3 separate regions of the Zea mays genome follow, and regions 1 and 3 are each linked to region 2. The links are chromatin contacts, called in public Hi-C maps. All regions are on one chromosome and are shown on one strand. Each heading gives the region's core, a stretch centred on a gene start, on an enhancer-like site or on the middle of the called end of the contact. The rest is flanking DNA. Distances are from core to core; before and after follow the strand shown. Region 1 holds the start of LOC103632776 (pentatricopeptide repeat-containing protein At1g63400). Region 2 holds the start of LOC100193476. Region 3 holds the start of LOC100285243.

Region 1 (2,700 bases), core at 61-2,560, 200 kb after region 2:
TTTATCGTGAATTTGTTTACCGTATAATATACTTTAAGTTTGTCTTTGATTTTTTTGCAAAAATGAATAAGACGAGCCCAACAAATTTGGTACGAAAAGTCAAACAGATTATAAATTGTAACACATGGAATAACTGGTAGGATTTGGGTTAACCATCTTTGGCCATGGTGCTTATTTTAGGGTTTTAGTGGTTTTCCTTTCAATTGTAAGGTTTTAGACCCATTTTTTTGGATAAATTGAATCAACTCTTTTCTAACTTAATTGAAAAGAAATTCCTCATGGTTGTTAACGGTTTTTGTTTTTGTTTTAGATTCTACTAATGTGGAAAATTTGTGACAAAAATATGACAACATATTTTTTGTATGGTTTTATAGTTCTACTAGTATTTGTGAGGAACGAGGTTATGGTTTTAGGGCGGGGTCATGGCATGAGGAAGAAGTGTTGTTATAGTTTTTTTAGGAAAAAACATGGTTCATTTTAAAAAGGAAAGTAATGGTTCCAAAGGTACAATGAAAAATGTTGACAGCGGTATTTCTTTCAAAAAATAGTACAATGATCGTGCTTTGCAATGACATGTAATATATCTATAAAAATAAATTTAATATTAGACTAAACATATAGTCTGCATACTAGATATTAAACTGATGAGAACAAATATTACACATTATCTTAGCCAAAAGCCAAGAAAGATATGAGTTTAATAACTCAACCCCTTTTTTTATAGGCTGCTCAATCGCTTATTCTTCTTCATCTAGCGAGGGTGGTATTATATGGGAGTGTTGTGCTGTGTGTAGGGGTGACAATGGGCTCTAGATTTTACACTATAAGATTTAATATCGAATCAGATTATGATCGGTCTCTATTTATATTTCTTTTTAAACTAAAATTTATTTAGGACCAAACATTTTGTGAATAACCATTTGGAACATGATTCATTACCAACTCTAGCTGCATTTGACTTTCTGTCGTGTTAGGCTTGAGTGGTTTCTTAAAGCCTATTTTAGGCGTGAAGCAGGGAAGAGGAACATGTCTCATTTGTTAGGCATGAATCGGAGAAAAATGAACCTATATGTCTTACATGTGACGTATATTTGTTAGGCAAGAATCGGAGAAAAATGAACCTATATGTCTTACATGTGACGTATGATACTAGTGCTTTAATATAGTAGATGGAGAAAAGATAAAAGAAACATGAAAATGTGAACCAAACGTCAATAGAGGCTGAAATCCAGCTGGCCGGCTCGGCCCAATGACCCAGCAGCCCGTTTGAGACGGGAACTGCAAATTCCCCTAAAACCCCCCTCAGCAAAAACCCTGCCATTTCCCGTGCTGCCCCCCTCGCCGCCCGCCGCCGTCGCCGCCTCCTATGCCCTTCCGCCCCTCCCTACCTTGCCGCTGTCCCTTTGACCGCAAGCTCACGTCCTTCCTGTCGGCGGTCGCCTCCCTCGCCGACTCCCGCTCCCGCTCGCCCTTCCCCCCTGCCGGCGCTGTGCCTGCAACTCTCACTCCCACTGCCTACAACGCCCTTATGTCCGCCTACTCCCGCGCCGGCCGCCACGACGAGGTTCTTCGTCTCTTCTTCTCCCTTCCTTTCGCGCCTACTGCGCCACTCTTCACCACCCTGATTTCCTCTCTCGCCGCCTCCGGCAGCAAAAGCGCCGCATTGGACGCCTTCTCCCTCCTTGCTTCCGGCATCGGACCCACCACCTCCGCCTTCACCGCGCTGCTTAAGTCCATCGACGCTGCCTCTTCCGAGTCGGTGTATCGTGCCTTCTTCGCAACCATGGCCGCTATGGAGTGCGCCCCTGACGCTGCCACGTACAACTGCCTCATTTGGATACTCTGCGATTCCCAGCGGCTGGACGAGGCATGGGGCGTCCTTGACAGCATGCTAGAGGTAGGCGTGTGCCCCACCGTCCGCTCCTACACCGCGATCCTGCACGGGTACTGTAAGCAGGGCAGGGTCCTCGAGGCGGAGAGGTTACTTGATACCATGATTCAAGTCGGATGCGCACCGGATGTCATCTCATACAGCGTGCTCATCCAGGGGCTTTGTCGTGTAGGGGAATTTGGCAAGGTGGAAAGAATTTTAGGGGAGAGTGAGGCGAAGGGGTGGACGCCGAATGCTGTCACCTACAATATTTACATGTCTGCCCTGTGCAGAATGGGTTTCTTGGATGAGGCATTCCGGCAAGTAGATGTTATGCATAGCAGAGGAGTGTACATGACCATTGAGACAGTGAATATTCTATTCGATTGCTTGTGCCGTGGCTCGATGTTTTCAGAAGCATTGACATTGCTGGAATGCAGTGAAGAACTCAACTGGGATGTTGATGTGTTCTGCTATAACACTATGATGAGTAGGCTCTGCGACACTGGTGATATTGCTAGAGTCCTGAAGCTGTTAGTTGATCTTGTAAAGAAGGGAATTGGGCCAGATATGTTTAGTTTTACTATTGCAATCCGGAGCCTCTGTAGGGCTGGAAAATTCAAGGTGGCAAAATGCCTACTGGATAATAAGGGAATTGAATATGACGTCGTGGCATTCAATACTTTGATTCATGGTTTGTGCATGGCTGGAGAGCTACATGAAATGTTGCAAACCTATATGGATATGACCAGTAGAAATGTTTTTCCAAACAACTTTACCATTGGTATGGTAATTGACAGTTTCTGCAAAAATCGAGAATTTGGTGCAGC
Region 2 (2,700 bases), core at 181-2,680:
CATCTGCCCAACGGCTAGCTGTCAGAACTAGCCGTTGGAGTCGACCGTTGGCGCACCGGTGGCGCACCATTGGCGCACCGGACTGTCCGGTGCACCCATGCGCAGCACATTGCTGGTAACGGCTAGTTGGTGGGTGAGAGCTATTTATACCCCCTCCACCCACCATATTCATTGTCTTGCTGCCCACATTTACTCCTACACTTTGGTAGAGCATTGCAAGCACCACAAAGCCTAGTGAGATGATTAGAGAATCTTAATCCCGCATTTGGACCTCATTAGCGCTAGCGAGAGCCACCTAGAGCACACACCACTTGCATTAGGCTTCTCTTGGTCAAGCGGAGGTCTACGGCTTGTTGCTCTTGGTGATCGGCATCACCTAGACAACTTGGTGGCGTTAGGAGTTCGGTGATCACCGTGGAGATCTTGTTAGTGACCCGACTCAAGTTTGTAAGCAGTCATGAGGGATCCACCGCGTCGGAGTGGCAAAGGATCATCTCGTAGTGAGCACTTGGTTCTTGCGAGGACCAAGGGGGAGCGTTACCCTTGCGCGGGTGCTCCAACAAGGACTAGGGGAGAGTGCCGACTCTTCGATACCTCGAGAAAAAAAATGGAGGAGTCTTCTAAACCTTGCTTTACATTCCGCACTTAATTCAAGCATTTTACATTGTGTATTTGTTTAGCAAGTATTTGAAGTATTGTCTTAGCATTATTGTATTTCTAGTATTATTCTCTTAATGCTAGTTGTTGGGGGTGAATTTGAGCTCTTGCTTAGGTTTTAACTAGTGTTGATTTTTAGAAAAGCCTAATTCACCTCCCTCCTGGGCATCGTGATCCTTTCAATGGGCCATGTTCATGTTGGTACAATAGATTAGTAGGCATACATAAAAGGTTTTTCGGATATATGCCATCATGAAAATCGAGGATTTTAAAGATGTCATTATAATTTGTGACATTTGGTGGTTGCCATTATTAAATTCTAAAAATTTGGCTCATGTCATTATATACGCTTCACACGTATAGGACTCTCCTAAAAAAATGCCCTCACTGGAGACCTGCTCGTGCATACCAATGACAGTAAAAACAGTGCCTCACTCTCATGTGGAAGGAGATGGCCAGACTGCACGCAGGCCCACGCACTCCATGCTTAGAGAGCGACGACGGCGGGTTATGCTACCTCACGTCGGTGGAGGAGTAGCCAAACAGATCCTCAATGAAGACATTTTTGTCAGTGTACGATTGAAACGTAGATAATGTCATGAACCAAAATTTTGAAATTGATAACAGTAACCACCTAGAATACTCGGTTTTTTACTTTTTATACATAAAATAGGCTATGCAGCACCAGATCTGAACCGTGCTATTTTGTCCGGACCTGTGTCAGCCCAACGACCCTGGGCCGTTTGGACAACTCTAGTCTGTTCGGGCGATGCAGTTGGCCCATATACCACGGGTCTCTCGAAGCTCGTTTGCTTCTCTCGCGCTCCGCCTCTCCCTTGACATGGCGGCTGCGACGGCGGCAGGGGCCGCCGCCACGGCCGCCGCCGTATCCCTAATCGCCTGCTACATCCTCCTCCACAAGAGTAGAGCCAAACTCTCGTGGTTCCCTACGGTTGGGTTCTCCCGCGCGAGCGGCCGGCGGGTGCGACGGAGGGGTCTCGTGGAGGCCATCGGCAACACACCTCTCATTCGCATCAACAGCCTCTCCGACGCTACAGGATGCGAGGTTCGCGCGTGGACTCTTGCTGATGTTGCTCTGCTTTTATGTTTTGAGTAAAGTTTGGAGGTAGTGAATTGTAACGCTCTCCCTATGGTATGGTTGCAGATTCTGGGGAAGGCTGAGTTCCTGAACCCGGGTGGCAGCGTGAAGGACCGCGTGGCGGTTAAGATCATCGAGGAGGTAAATTTTCCATCCTGATTAGATAGGATATGGTTATTATGCGGGAGGGTATTAAGAACTGCAAAATAATGGTTGTGGTGAGAAGTTGCAGAACTGGACTGTTGGTACTTCCGTACTTGAGGTACTTTGAGCATGTAGATCTTCACTCAAAGATTTGATTGATCCTTTTATGGGGTGTTCTGTTTGAGGAATGAGTTAATCCATCATCCGCACATTCCTCACTTGTTTCTATCATTCTATGGTTTGTGTGTTGGAATCACTCCACTCGGCAAGTGCTAATCACAAGCACTTGAAAAACTAGTTTGCTTTCTGGTGAACACACACACGCACGAGACAAGCTAACAGGAGAGAGTTTTCTGGCCGAACAGACTCACTGCCTTGCCTTTTTTTCATTGATTTATAGACCCAAAGTACATGCAAATGCCCAGCCGACCCAGCCAAAAGACTCGGCCAACACTCAAGCCATGATCCTAAACTCATGCCATGATCCTAAGCAGACGCCACCACTAATGACCATGCACACTAATCAGGAAACTAACTGCTGCACAACATGGTTGGTTCATCGTTGCTGTCCACCGTGGCTAAAATTCAAAAACATGATTAAACATGCAAATACTAATGACAAGATTATTTCTAACATTCACCCCCTAATCTTGGCATGCCTCACAACAAGGTTGGTTCATCGTCGCTGTCCACCGTGGCAAGCAGCGATGTCTCCGCCGTCTTCTTCTTGAGCGGACACTCGTATGCAAAGTGTCCTAGCTCTTGACAATTATAACATGGAAATTTTTTACTGTTGTCGA
Region 3 (2,700 bases), core at 52-2,551, 140 kb before region 2:
ATGATTACTTTCCAGATCACCTATATACATACATAGTCACCAGCTTTTTATCTCGGAAATCGACTCTGACAGCAAAACATATATGGGCACGACCTGGCTCCCTTCGGAAATAAAATATGGGCATGAACTACCACTGACTGATAATTAATTTAGAGCAGGAGTAGATCACACAGAAGAGAAGGGGTAGGTTAGCGCTCTGTTGGCTCCTCCACCTTTTGCTAAGAGTTTTTTTTTCCTTTAGTGTCCTGATAAAGAAGCAAAACCCGCGGTGCTTCTCTCCCCTCTGCTGCCATTTGGAACCTTGGAGTCCATGCCCACCCAATAATCCAATGAGTAATTCTGCGGCGAAGCAGACGACAAAGGGACGGCTCCTTCCCTCGTCAACATCAGCAACGACATATAGTGGGCCGGGGCGTTACACGCCTTCAGTGTGCAACAACAATGTATCTCTCTCTCTCTCTGGCCGTTTGTTTCCTCGGTGACGGTTACGAACGCGGCGCGCACAGCTGCTAGCTTCTGGGGTTGTGATCAGGTGCAGCGTATGCAGTTGCAGTTGCAGTGTGCCTTGGAAGAGACGAGTACGAGACGACCCTTTCCTCCCCCTGCTATGCTAGTAGCTACTAGTAATAATCCCTAACAATATCCGACTGCCCAATCAACGTTGCATTTAACGCATCGTCCTGTCACCCCTGCTAGCTGTGCATGTTCACAGAGAAGATTGATCCTCGATCGTCTTCGGTTGATCATCATACCCGGCCTTTTAATTAACTGCGCGATGCCTTTTTCTTTTTTCTTTTTTTTTTGAAATATCTAGCCAGGACAACATAGTTAGTCTGGTGCGAATGATGCCACAGTTTACCGACCTGCACTGGACCTTTTCGCCTGTATGTAATAATAATCTAGCGGTAAAAGATCGATGCTCACTCGCTTGCTTGGAGCAAACGGTTGTTTGCGACGCGACACGGGCACACGGCTCCGAAGAAAAGGTCCATCGATCGCCGAATTTTGCAGTCGCTCTCGTGCCAGGTCGACCGGTGTCTCTGTGCTCTTACTGGTGATGACTCCGGGACACGGCTCCATTTGTCACCCCGGCCCGGCCGCGACCGCGATCGTGCCGCCGCCTTCTCTTCAACAGCACTCATCTATCGCGCTAGCTCCACTTCACACGGTCAATTCCCCTCGCGTAAGCCAAGCGTTGGGGTGATCCTGAAGAAACCGGCCGGCCTGCAGGCGCCATATAATCCCAACCACACCGCATCGTTTGGATGTGCAGTTCTTCGTATCCACACCGCATCTAGCTAGCTTGTGGCCAAGTGTTCGAGATAGCATTGCCGGCCGGGGGGAGCAAGAGATATGGGTAGCTTGGGAGAGGTCGGTGATGGCAAGGAGATATTCCATGGCCATGGCCATTCTGACCCTGTCGTCGACGAGCTCAACCGTCTGCAGAATCTCCTCAGAGGTTTGTTTGTGTTTTTTTGCATAGCACATATGCATGCATATATGACGATCGTTCAGTGAGCTCACGCGTCGTCTCAGTTAGGCTACTCTTTTCTTCCATAACAAACGCTAGCTAATGCCTAATGGTTAATTATTGTGCAATTCGAATCATGGGTAAGTTACGGTTTTGATTCCAATTACTATGGGCTATGGCCTAACTGTTTCACCATTATATATAGACCGTGTTAGCTTATATATGTAGTCGTCTGACACGTGCCAGTGCTGCAGTGCAACTATGTATACACACGTTGGAATTTGCACACGTACTTCACAGGTCACGGCCTTGTTACACAGGTTATATAGAGCCTGCGAAGAAGCGGCTTTCACCTCTATGAAAAAAGTCTAATGAAAACGAGTAGTGCAGTATTCTAACTCATCTGTACGAATGAACTCGCTTAATTTTATTCCAGCGAAAAGATTATATAGGCGTGTGCTATTAAATTTATCATATGCCATGGCGCAGCTCACCTGGATTATTACTCTATAGTACTAGCTATTGAAATTAACTTAGTAGTGATCTGAGAGCTAGGGTGCCGTATGCTGAAAATAAATTTGGAATAACGACGCATAAATATTAGCTATTATATATGTTTCGGTGAAACACTCAATATACTCTAGAAGTACGATCACTTTATCTACACACACACACACAAAGTCTTATCTTGCATGTTTTGAGATGTGCTAGTCAACTTTAATCGGATGAAACTACATTTTCTACTGTACATAAGGAAGCACGAAGAGTGGTGCAAGTAACCGCATTCTTGTGGGTAGGTAGGTGGAGAGATTTGCTCAGATTCTAAGTAACAGGCGTGACAAAACCTTGGAAATTTTTCAGTCTAGATGTGGTTGGTAGGACGTCAAGGGATTGAACGGAGAATAAGTAAGCACGCATAGTTGGTAGGGTGTCTATTAGCACCCGCCATTCTGCCTTCTAAATATGTCCTCTCTTTTCTATTAAATATGACTGGCCGGAACCATAGTTTGTAGCTCAGTTATATCATCAAAGAACTGAGGACAGTTGTGTCTGCTGTCGACGGTACAGGTTCCTGGTTTTGTGGCCTATATATGAATTAGCCGTTTGATTCATAGTGCGAATAATTTTAGAATTTGTTTTTTTACTGCTGTCGAGTTTAACCCTTTTTACGGTGGTGGATTCACCCAATCTCTTTTCTGAATTATTGTACTGCGTGAACCATCATGTCT

The links. Hi-C and Micro-C count contacts between places; a contact is called where the count stands out from the background.
Region 1: a contact with region 2 is called in a Hi-C map of endosperm, with 2.0 times the contacts expected there. The contact joins the promoter of LOC103632776 here to the promoter of LOC100193476 in region 2. A contact is called at or near these places in 5 of 25 Hi-C or Micro-C datasets (bundle sheath, ear, endosperm and 1 more) and 1 of 3 datasets of contacts at active chromatin or transcription factors (leaf).
Region 3: a contact with region 2 is called in a Hi-C map of leaf, with 8 times the contacts expected there. The contact joins the promoter of LOC100285243 here to the promoter of LOC100193476 in region 2. A contact is called at or near these places in 8 of 25 Hi-C or Micro-C datasets (bundle sheath, ear, endosperm and 4 more).

Annotation. Positions count from the first base shown.
Region 1 is chr1:27,007,643-27,010,342 of Zm-B73-REFERENCE-NAM-5.0, forward strand. It overlaps LOC103632776 (pentatricopeptide repeat-containing protein At1g63400), which reads left to right and starts at 1,311. Exons shown (of 4, transcript XM_020545580.2): 1 at 1,311-2,700. The coding sequence starts at 1,367. It also overlaps the pseudogene LOC111590642.
Region 2 is chr1:26,805,304-26,808,003 of Zm-B73-REFERENCE-NAM-5.0, forward strand. It overlaps LOC100193476, which reads left to right and starts at 1,431. Exons shown (of 6, transcript NM_001352070.1): 1 at 1,431-1,723; 2 at 1,823-1,897. The coding sequence starts at 1,499.
Region 3 is chr1:26,666,570-26,669,269 of Zm-B73-REFERENCE-NAM-5.0, forward strand. It overlaps LOC100285243, which reads left to right and starts at 1,302. Exons shown (of 10, transcript NM_001158137.3): 1 at 1,302-1,459. The coding sequence starts at 1,354.